Linked DNA regions of Hordeum vulgare: region 2 is linked to region 1. A link is a contact called in public Hi-C data. All regions are on one chromosome and are shown on one strand. The core of a region is the stretch at or near the end of the contact, and the rest is flanking DNA. Distances in the headings are between cores, read along the strand shown.

The links. A called contact is a pair of places that touch in the nucleus more often than the background predicts.
Region 2: a contact with region 1 is called in a Hi-C map of leaf, with 6 times the contacts expected there. The contact joins the promoter of LOC123395435 here to the promoter of LOC123398877 in region 1. A contact is called at or near these places in 3 of 6 Hi-C or Micro-C datasets (leaf and seedling).

What each region holds. Positions count from the first base shown.
Region 1 is chr5H:134,117,489-134,122,458 of MorexV3_pseudomolecules_assembly, forward strand. It overlaps LOC123398877 (peroxidase 24-like), which reads right to left and starts at 1,748. Exons shown (of 4, transcript XM_045093322.1): 1 at 1,390-1,748; 2 at 1,121-1,312; 3 at 821-986. The coding sequence starts at 1,611.
Region 2 is chr5H:134,326,147-134,330,433 of MorexV3_pseudomolecules_assembly, forward strand. It overlaps LOC123395435 (poly [ADP-ribose] polymerase tankyrase-2-like), which reads right to left and starts at 2,589. Exons shown (of 11, transcript XM_045090436.1): 1 at 2,334-2,589; 2 at 1,819-1,965; 3 at 1,605-1,736; 4 at 1,318-1,457; 5 at 1,055-1,141; 6 at 775-903; 7 at 75-227. The coding sequence starts at 2,400.

The sequences.
Region 1 (4,970 bases), core at 498-2,997:
CTTGATGATGTTCCACGCAAAAATAAACCTAATGATTTTTTTGGGTCGCCATATCTGCCGCACATACTGCGGGTAGAAGGTACCTGCCGCACACCCTCTGTGGCATCCACCCAGGGCATCCCACATGCCCACGTTCGGGCGTCTCAACCTGCAGCCCGCACGACCGATGGCTGGGCCATTCGCCCGCACGGCCCTGGATTGCCACTGCTGCTGTCCTCCACGTTCGGTAGTTGCCATAAAGGGAAAGTAGTTGCCATGCAGACGAGCAGCCAGAGGAGATGAAATGAAAAAGCAGTTGCCATCCCACTTGGCTGGGCCGATCGCCCGCACGACCGTGGCTTGGCACCGCGCTCTCATCACACATTCGATAGTTGCCATGCAGGGAGAGTAGTTGCCATGCCGACGAGCAGCCAAAGAAGATGGAATGAAAAGCAGTTGCCATTCCACTTTGCTGACAGTTGCTGTCAGTTTTCATGATAGTTGCCATGCAGATTGAACAACAACTATGCACATGTAGTTGCCATGCAGTAGTTGAGGGAAATTGCGTGGCGTGTGGGCGCAAACGTCGACCCACCACACAGGCTTGGCACTGCAAAAGCAATCCGAAAGACAATGGACGTGCGGGCGAAGAGGATGCACGTCCACACACCGACCCGATCATACGTGGTATATAAAATTTGCAAAGATTAGTGCAACCCTAAACGGACGGAGATCCATGTGTGTGGACGGTTTACAAACGCCCATACGTGTGGGCGTTATCTTTTTCTTTTATTTTGTGTGTGTGAGTAAACTTAATGATGTTGACTTGATATGTATGTACCCGAGAGGATGACGAGGTCCTTGACGTCGAGGCCCTTGCTGGCGAATTTGGCCTCAAGCACAGTGAAGTTATCCGACGGCGAGGGTATGTCGGACAGCACCTCCGACGCGCTGGATACCACGCCGTCGCGCCGCCCGAGCTGCACGTCCCACAGGTCACGACCGAACTGCATATGCATGCAGCGCACGCGCGTCAACTCTAAGCGTATTCCATTTATAATTAGGAGTAGCTAATTAGCCGTACATGCATGCATATTAAGTAGTAATTGAGTGATGCAAGCACGATCGACGACTGACCGACCTGGAAGGAGATGGCGTCCCTTGCAGCGAGCGCGACGATGTCGGCGCAGGAGACGACGCCGGGGCAGACGGCCTCCAGCACGGCCTTGGCGGTGTCGATGACGTCGAAGCCGCCCAGCGACCCGTTCGGCGCAGCGTCCTTCTCCGCGGTGTTGCCCGCCGTCGAGTCGATCAGCAGCGACGCGTCGCACCCCTACGTACACGAATCAGCACGACGTCCGTCAGCCATGCGCGCGCAGAGCGTGAGCGCCTTTTTCTGTACATACGTACCCTGACGAAACAGTCGTGGAAGAAGAGGCGGAGCAGCCTCGCCGGCAGCGCGGCGGGGTCGGCGGCGACGCGGGCCAGCACGATGTCGCGCACCACCGCCTCCGCCGCCGGGCAGCTGGGCCTGTAGAAGTGCGCCTTCAGCAGCGCCGCCTCGCGTCCGCCGGCCAGCGCGCCGACCAGCACGACCAACACGAGCAGCGGCGACGGCGCTGGTCTGGTCATCGAGATAGCTCTAGCTAAGCCGGCGTACGTAGGATGACGCGAGTGATGGTGGCGAGAGAGCGATGGACACAGCGATCGGCAGGTGAGAATAATGGGAGCTCAGCTGCTCATGGGTGTGTGGCAAGGCTGTGCCTGTGTGCGCTTATTAAAGGTTTATAAAGCCCAGCCACAGCGTCAGCGTGCGCCCGCCGGCATTCATCTCGGCCGGTGCGGTGAGGTCCCAAGTAGAAATCGCAGCTCAGCTAGCCGTCCGATTTGTCATCGACTACCGAACCGGTGACGTTTTGCGTGACGGACCTTGGTTGGGTGCAAACGCGTGCCGCTCCAGCTATGGGTAACAGCGAACCTCTAGCTACCTACCTTACCCGCTCGAGTGCTCCGAGCAACGGAATTAGTTGGCCATCGCCAGTACAGGGACGGTATCCACCGCGCATCACACGTAATACACACAAGGCTACTGCCTAGCTAGTACTCCTAGTACAAAACAAACAATAGCTAGCCTACAAAACTGACGATGCGATGCACCAAATCCGAAGTGCAAGGGGAACTCCAACGCGGATAACTAAATCTTTGACCGTCTGATCATTACTTTAAAAACTTCATAAAAAATCAAATAAGATATTAAAATGTTACAAAAACATAGCCTATATGTATGCCATTCGCATTCACAACAAAAATGTTGGAAAGACCCCATTTAAGTTTTATTTGAATAAAGAATGGTGACTTTCCAACATTTTTTATCAAGAATGCAAATGGCATGCATATATAGGTGATGTTTTTGTGAACACTTTGATATCTTATTTGATTTTTTCTGAGTTAGTATGAACATTTTATGAAGTTTTTAAAGTGACGGTCAAATAGTCAAAGGGCAAAAGCATAAGCGAAGAAAGTGGTTTGGGCGGGAACGAGTGTTTTCAGAAATTAGGGGTAAAACTGCCGAGTGTGATCTAATTAGGGACATAAATTCAATTATCCCTTTTATCTAACATCGCGGCCGACATGTTAGCTATCCGTGTTGAGAGAGCTAAGGTGGTCGGTCAGATTAATGGTGTTATTCCCTATTTGGTAGAAGAAAGTTTGTCTATTCTACAATATGCGAATGACATTATTCTTTTTATGAATAAATAATGATCTAGACAAAGCAAGAAACCTCAAGTAGCTTTTATATGCATTTGAGGAGCTATCTGGTCTTAAAACTAATTTTCATAAGAGAGAGCTTTTTTTGCTTCGGAGACGCTGCACAGTCGACAACTGAGTATGCTAGCATTCTTGGCTGCCATCTCGGACAGATCCCGATTCGGTATCTCAATATTCCGATTCACTATGAGCGCTTAACTATCGTCGAGTGGAAGTATGTGGAAGAGAGACTTGAGAAACGGCTAGCCAGTTGGAAGGCCAGACTCTTGTCATATGGGGGACGATTTATTTTGATCAATTTCGTCCTTAGCAATATGGTTCTATACATGTTGTCTTTCTTTCGCTAACCGAAAGGGGGTTTTCAGTGTCTCGGTTACTTTAGATGCAATATTTTTGGCAATGCAATAATAAATTCAAGAAATATCGGCTGGCTAGGTGGAATGTATTATGTCGCCCCAAAAGTCAAGGGGGGCTTGGAATTCAAGATCTCGAGATAAAACAAACATCTCTCTTCTGAGTAAATGGGTATATAAATTACTCACTGGAAATGGAGTGTGATAGGAAATCATTCGTAATAAATACGTGGGGTGCAAAGCTATTTCTCAAGTTCATTGGGAAGCCGGTGATTCACATTTTTGGTTTGGTGTCACGAATGCCAAGGAATTCTTTTTCAATTTCGTATTTTCTCAGTTAGGGTTCAATTCTAGGAAGATACCTCGCTAGGACCATCCCACTTATGGTGCAGTGTACCCTAACTTGTATAGGATTATGAGACATAAATTTTCTACAATCAAACAAGTGTTGGGACAAGAAAACCCCGATATTTCTTTTCATATGGACCTCTTTGGCCCTTGCCTAGTAGCATGGAATGAATTACTCTCTCATCTAGTGGATATTCAACTGATAAGCGAGCCGGGCAAGTTTCGATGGAAGCTGCATCGGAATGGCAGTTTCTTAGTGAAATCCTTGTACGATGAAATGTTTCATAGTGATGTTCCCGGCCCGTTGATAACAAAAAATTATGGAAGCTAAAAATACCTCTAAGAGTGAAGATATTCCTCCGGTTTTTAAGCAGAGGGTTCATCTTAACTAGAGATAACCTGGCACGGTGTAACTCGCAAGGTAGTAAAACATGTGTCTTTTGCCAACATGGCGAGTCTATTAAATACTTATATTTTGAGTGTAAGTTCGTTCGGGCGGCATGAGCCATTGTTCAAGTAGCTTCCAATCTATACCCCCCACGTAGTGCACGTAACATGTTTGACAATTGATTGCGGGGTATTGATAAACAATTTTCTGCATATATTCTTGTGGGGCGGTTGTCTTATGCTGGGCATTGTGACTTACCAGGAATGATGTGGTTTTTAATAATAAATGTGTTTCTTCTCTAGTGCAGGTTATTCATGCATGTACATGATGGCTCCGTACTTGGTCTATACTGTAGAGGACGGAGGACAGAGACCTTTTTATGATGGCGTCTACCCAACTTGAGCGTAGAATTAGGGAGGTTTTCTCCCTCCATGGATGGCGGTGTAATCTGTGGGTAGGATCTAACCCACCCTAGGCTGGATTGATTTATTTTTGCTACAAAACAATGTTTATTTTTGGTCTTCTGGACTTGTCGGCTGTGTGCATCATGTTAGGCAGAGGTCGGGCATTCTTTTGATGTGGCTGTATCACCTTGATAAATCAATGCAGTGAAATGTCCTTTATCGAAGAAAAAATATGTACTGACACATTCGGGCGTGACCATCACCTATCCCCCCATTTGAAGTGGATGAAACAAAAATACGAACATAATTCACATGAACAAGGATGATATTTAGACATTTGGATAGCCGGTGCGAACCGGACAGCATGCTCCCGTGGGATCCGATGTCCCGGTGAGGTTGTGGCTGGTCGGAGCGGTAACATTTCGAGAAGATTGACAGCGAGAAGATTGTGTCAAAGGAGTTGACCCCTTAAAGTTATTGGTGACATGAAGCAATATTCGTTCGGGTAGTCCAAGCAAAAATGATTGCAGTCAAGAGGATTGAAGGTGAATTTAAGACATAGCATTAATTTTCATTGTTCTTCTTTCCTCTGTTTGAGTGGGAAGACCTCCGTACTATTAAGAGGGGTATAGGTTCTCGAAGCTTAGGTCCACTTTGATGCTTAGCCAAAACCTATGAACGACTGAGAGAAATCTCCTTGTGCTCTGAATGATTACCAATCAGCAGAAG
Region 2 (4,287 bases), core at 1,339-3,838, 210 kb after region 1:
GCATCATGAGTCACTCCAATCTAAATAGGAAATTACAATTTATCCTACAATCAAGTAACAAATCACATACATACCTGCACCCTGGTATGTGGAGATTTCATAGTTGTAATTATCCCATCAACACTCCAATCTGGCACAGATGGAATTGGGTTTGTCCTAGGAAACAGAAGCTCAACAAGTTCGCGTTGACCACGGACAGCTGCTCTCTTTATAGGAATATCCCCGTGCTATGTTGGAAAAAAAATCAAAAGATGTAATACGATACAGCATAGAAAATGGAAGATTTAACATTATGAAAAAGGAATTTGGTAGATGATTAAAATCATGAATTGCAAGGCAAGGCAGGCACAATTCACCCTAGTTCTCTGTGCTATGTTATGCCGGCAAAATATCATAAAAACTAGTTATTCATCAATTCATCCTGATGGCCGTATTAGACTATTAGAATTTTGAAGCTAACAAAATTTGAAGATGTAGCAACATCACTCTGAACTTCTGAAGTTTCATCGAGTGTTGTGATTCTGTTAGGCTCAGAGTAATCGTGGCACTCGCTAAAATCGTCAGACCGGTAGGTTCAGATCATACACACTGGTGGCACAATACTTGACACATGGTCAGTCTATAGTGAGTATACAACACAACTTTTTGATCGGGATACCTTAGTAATAGCATAATAGATTCCCATGCAGCCATAGGTCTGCAAGGGAGGCAAGACTGCGAGCATGAAAGCATTAAAATAGCTAAACAGAAGCACCAAAGCCGCAGCTATTTTACCTGGTTAGGAATGTTAGGGTCAGCTCCAGCCTCCAGCAAGAACTTGACGAATTCAGTTGAGCCATCATCAACTGCCCCCGTTAAAGGAGTTGGTCCAGAGGTACTATTACCATTCACATCAGCACCAGCCTATTGAATTGAAAATACAAAATGCGAAGGTAGCTTTAGAGATAGGATTTGCACATTTAACCTGCATTCTGCTCCAAACAATTGTTTAGAGGTCGACATAATTGACTAGTCAAACATAAATACGTTAAATTGAGCAGACAAGTTACCGGACCTCAATCAGTAGCTTCATGCATTCCAAGGAGTTCCCACAGCATGCCATCATTAGTGGTGAGAAGATATGATTGACTACTCTGTTGGGCTGTAAGGCAAATGAATCGCGAATGAATAATTAAAATTATGCCCAGCAAGTATTCTGATGCATCTCCAGAGCGAACCATTTCATCATCTTCAAGCTAAAGGTAACTAATTTTCGCATTTTATTTTTTATTTAGAACTGTGCATGCAATGCGATTAGGTGTGAAATCAACAGCTTACATCAGCGCCATGCTCCAGCAGAATTTTCATGGCCTGATGCTGACCCTTTGCAGCAGTCATGTGCAATGGTGTCCCTCGGTAATTGATAACATCCACGTCAACTCCTTTGGACAGCAACAGTCTTACAATCTCACAATGACCTAGAGGCACAACAAATATATAATGAAGGCCAAGTTAAGCAGAGAAGGAGCTTCTACATAGTATAAAGAACATTTGTAAGCTAGTACTATCCTGTAAGCCTTCCATCTATTTCAGAGACTAAGTGAAATGAAGAATGAGGAACGCACCATGCTCTGCTGCATTGTGCAGCGGCGTTAAGCCCCTCTCACTAGGTTTTGCCGGATCGCTGCCATGATCTAGAAGATACCTGGCAACCTGAACATTTCCCTTCAGTGCAGCGTAAAACATCGGTGTTGCACCTACAAGGAGAATGCAGCATTTCAGCAGCAAGTACTGATATAATCAAGGTCGAGCCTCCTGTTATTGGTGCACAGATTTTACCTACGCTTGACACGGAGTTGATATCGACCCCCACTTCCTCCACCAGGAACTTACAAATCTCCAGGGACCCCTTATTTGCAGCGAAATGGAGTGCGTTTAGCCCTTTGGGGTCCTTTGTTTGCCTCAAATCCATCTTCTTGGACATTTCTAGCATAGAGAAATTGCAGATGCAACAAAAATCAAATAACACAATCATGAAAATTCTGAGGAGCGTGGTGGATTGAGGAGATATTTGCACCGTCTGAGGCTCCAGATCGACCTAGATACGGAAGTTATCTATACATGCAGATGCAGTCTAAAAAAAAAAGGTGGTTACTGCCTAACTTGAAGAACAAAGCCGAAGGAACTAACGCCCGTTTTTTTCAGAAACTAACCGGAGAGAACATCAGATTCGACCACGCTACATAAGCATTACTAGACGAGAGTGTCCGGGACAATGGAGACGCCGGTATCAAAAAGCATTTCATCCGACACTAGATAGAAGAGGAGACAGCGGCAAAGACGACGGCACTTACTCTTGAGGAGGCGGAGATTGCCGTCGAGGGCGGCCAGGAGGGCGATTGCGGCGGGGTTGGGGGCCATGGCGGCGGCAGAGGCAGTGCCCTCTCGCTGGGGCCCTAGGGTTGCTGAAGGTTCCAAAGATCTGGCTGGGCTGGGCGGGGCGAGTGGAGTGAGGATTTGGGTAGGGGGAGGGGAAAGCAGGCGGTGGTATGTGGCGCCAGACGGGGCTCGTGGAGTGCACGGGAAACGAGTGGGCCTCACGTGTCCATGCTAGTAATGTTAACGCGTGTCACGCTAGTTTTGCTTCCGTGTCACGTGAGGTTGCTCTAGTTTCTTTATCTTTTCGGTGGGTACCTGATGCTCGAGACTCGAATGCGATGTCGGGTGGCCGGTGGATCCGCTGCGAGGACGATAGGTGGAAACACTACTTTCCTCTGTTCATCAATCTAAATCTTTTTTTTAACCGGCGCCTTTTGCACAAGCAAACGTGTTTAGACCAACTTCAGCGCGCGACCCCATCCAAACATTCGTTTTGTCCGAATTCTGTCCGTTTGGAACGGGTAATGGGGTCGTGCTTGGGTCATTTCTGGGATACGGTGACCGTGCGCCCAACACGCGGACGCATCCTTGGCCGTATCCTCTCCGCCTCATTTTCAAACACAAGCATTCGAATAGCCACGGCCCATAGTTCACGCAAGCGGCCTTAGATCACGCGGCAACACGGCCAGCCTACACGTCCTCGCCGGCAACACAGCCAGCGGCCGGCAACACGGTCGGCTTGCTTTCTTTGCATCTCCACGGACGGGCGGCCGCCGCTGCACGACCCGGCGTGACGTTGAGGTCGATGACGGCCGAGGGGGCGCGGCATGAACGGCGCGATCACGCTGACTTCTGGCGACCCCGATAAACGGGTATGGGCTTGGCACGTGGGCGGAGGGAAACCGGGCGACAATGGTGTGGTCGACGACGTCGTGGAGCGGCACTGCGAAGGCCGGACAACCGACGAGCATGTGCTCGCCGGCCCGACGGGCGCAACCGAGAAGCTCATCGAACGGCACAACCTCATCATGAGGAGGGCGTGCGCCTTGCTGACGATGGCCTCCTTCTCTTAAGCATCGGCCTTCTGTCGTGCGGCCTCCAACGCAGCATGCTCGATGGCGTACGCGGACGCGGCGTCCTTCCGCTTCGCCTCCGCCCGCCGGTTCCGCCTCTTGGCCGATTCCACGTCCAGCTTTGCGATCTCCTCCGACGTGAGTTCCGACCGCGTCTCCTTCATACCCTTGGGCGCCTTCTTCTTCTTCGCCTTGGTGGCCGGGACGACAGTCGGGTCATCGGAATTCGGCGGGGGATTGGCCAAGGCGGGCGGAGGGGAGGGCGGGGCGTGGGAGGGTTTTGGGGGGAAATGAATTGGAATGGGGCATGGGGCGGGAAGGTCGTGCTGCTTTGTGCCACCAACGGGCGGGCCACGGGAGGACAAGCGCGCGCGTCCCGCCCGTCTGTGCGGCATCCGCGCGCTGTCCCTTTCACCTCAAAATCGGACCAAGTTTGGTCCGGAAATGGGTCAAAAGCGGACAGAAAACGGACAAACGTCCGTTTGCACCCGCGCGCTGGGCCACGTGGTGTGTCCCTTTTGCCCAAAATGGACGCGAGCAGACAAGATAGGGTCGCCCGCTGAAGTTGGCCTTAATTCAACCGACTGATTCTCTCCTTCCGTAAACCGCGTCCACTAGTCAACACGTGTCCCTATTCCCCTCTAGCCTCTTCTTATCTCTTCGTACGCGCTTCTTCGTTCGTAGGTTCTCATGTTCATCTTTCCCCTCCTATCTCTTTCTTTTGTTCGTCGCACTGAGACACGAGATGGCTTTTGTGAAGACTGCAACCACTCACCCATCGCTGTAGCGAACCGAGAGGAACAACGACGACCACCTCCCGGTGCATCCCCGCGTCAACATCTATTTTTGCTCCAAA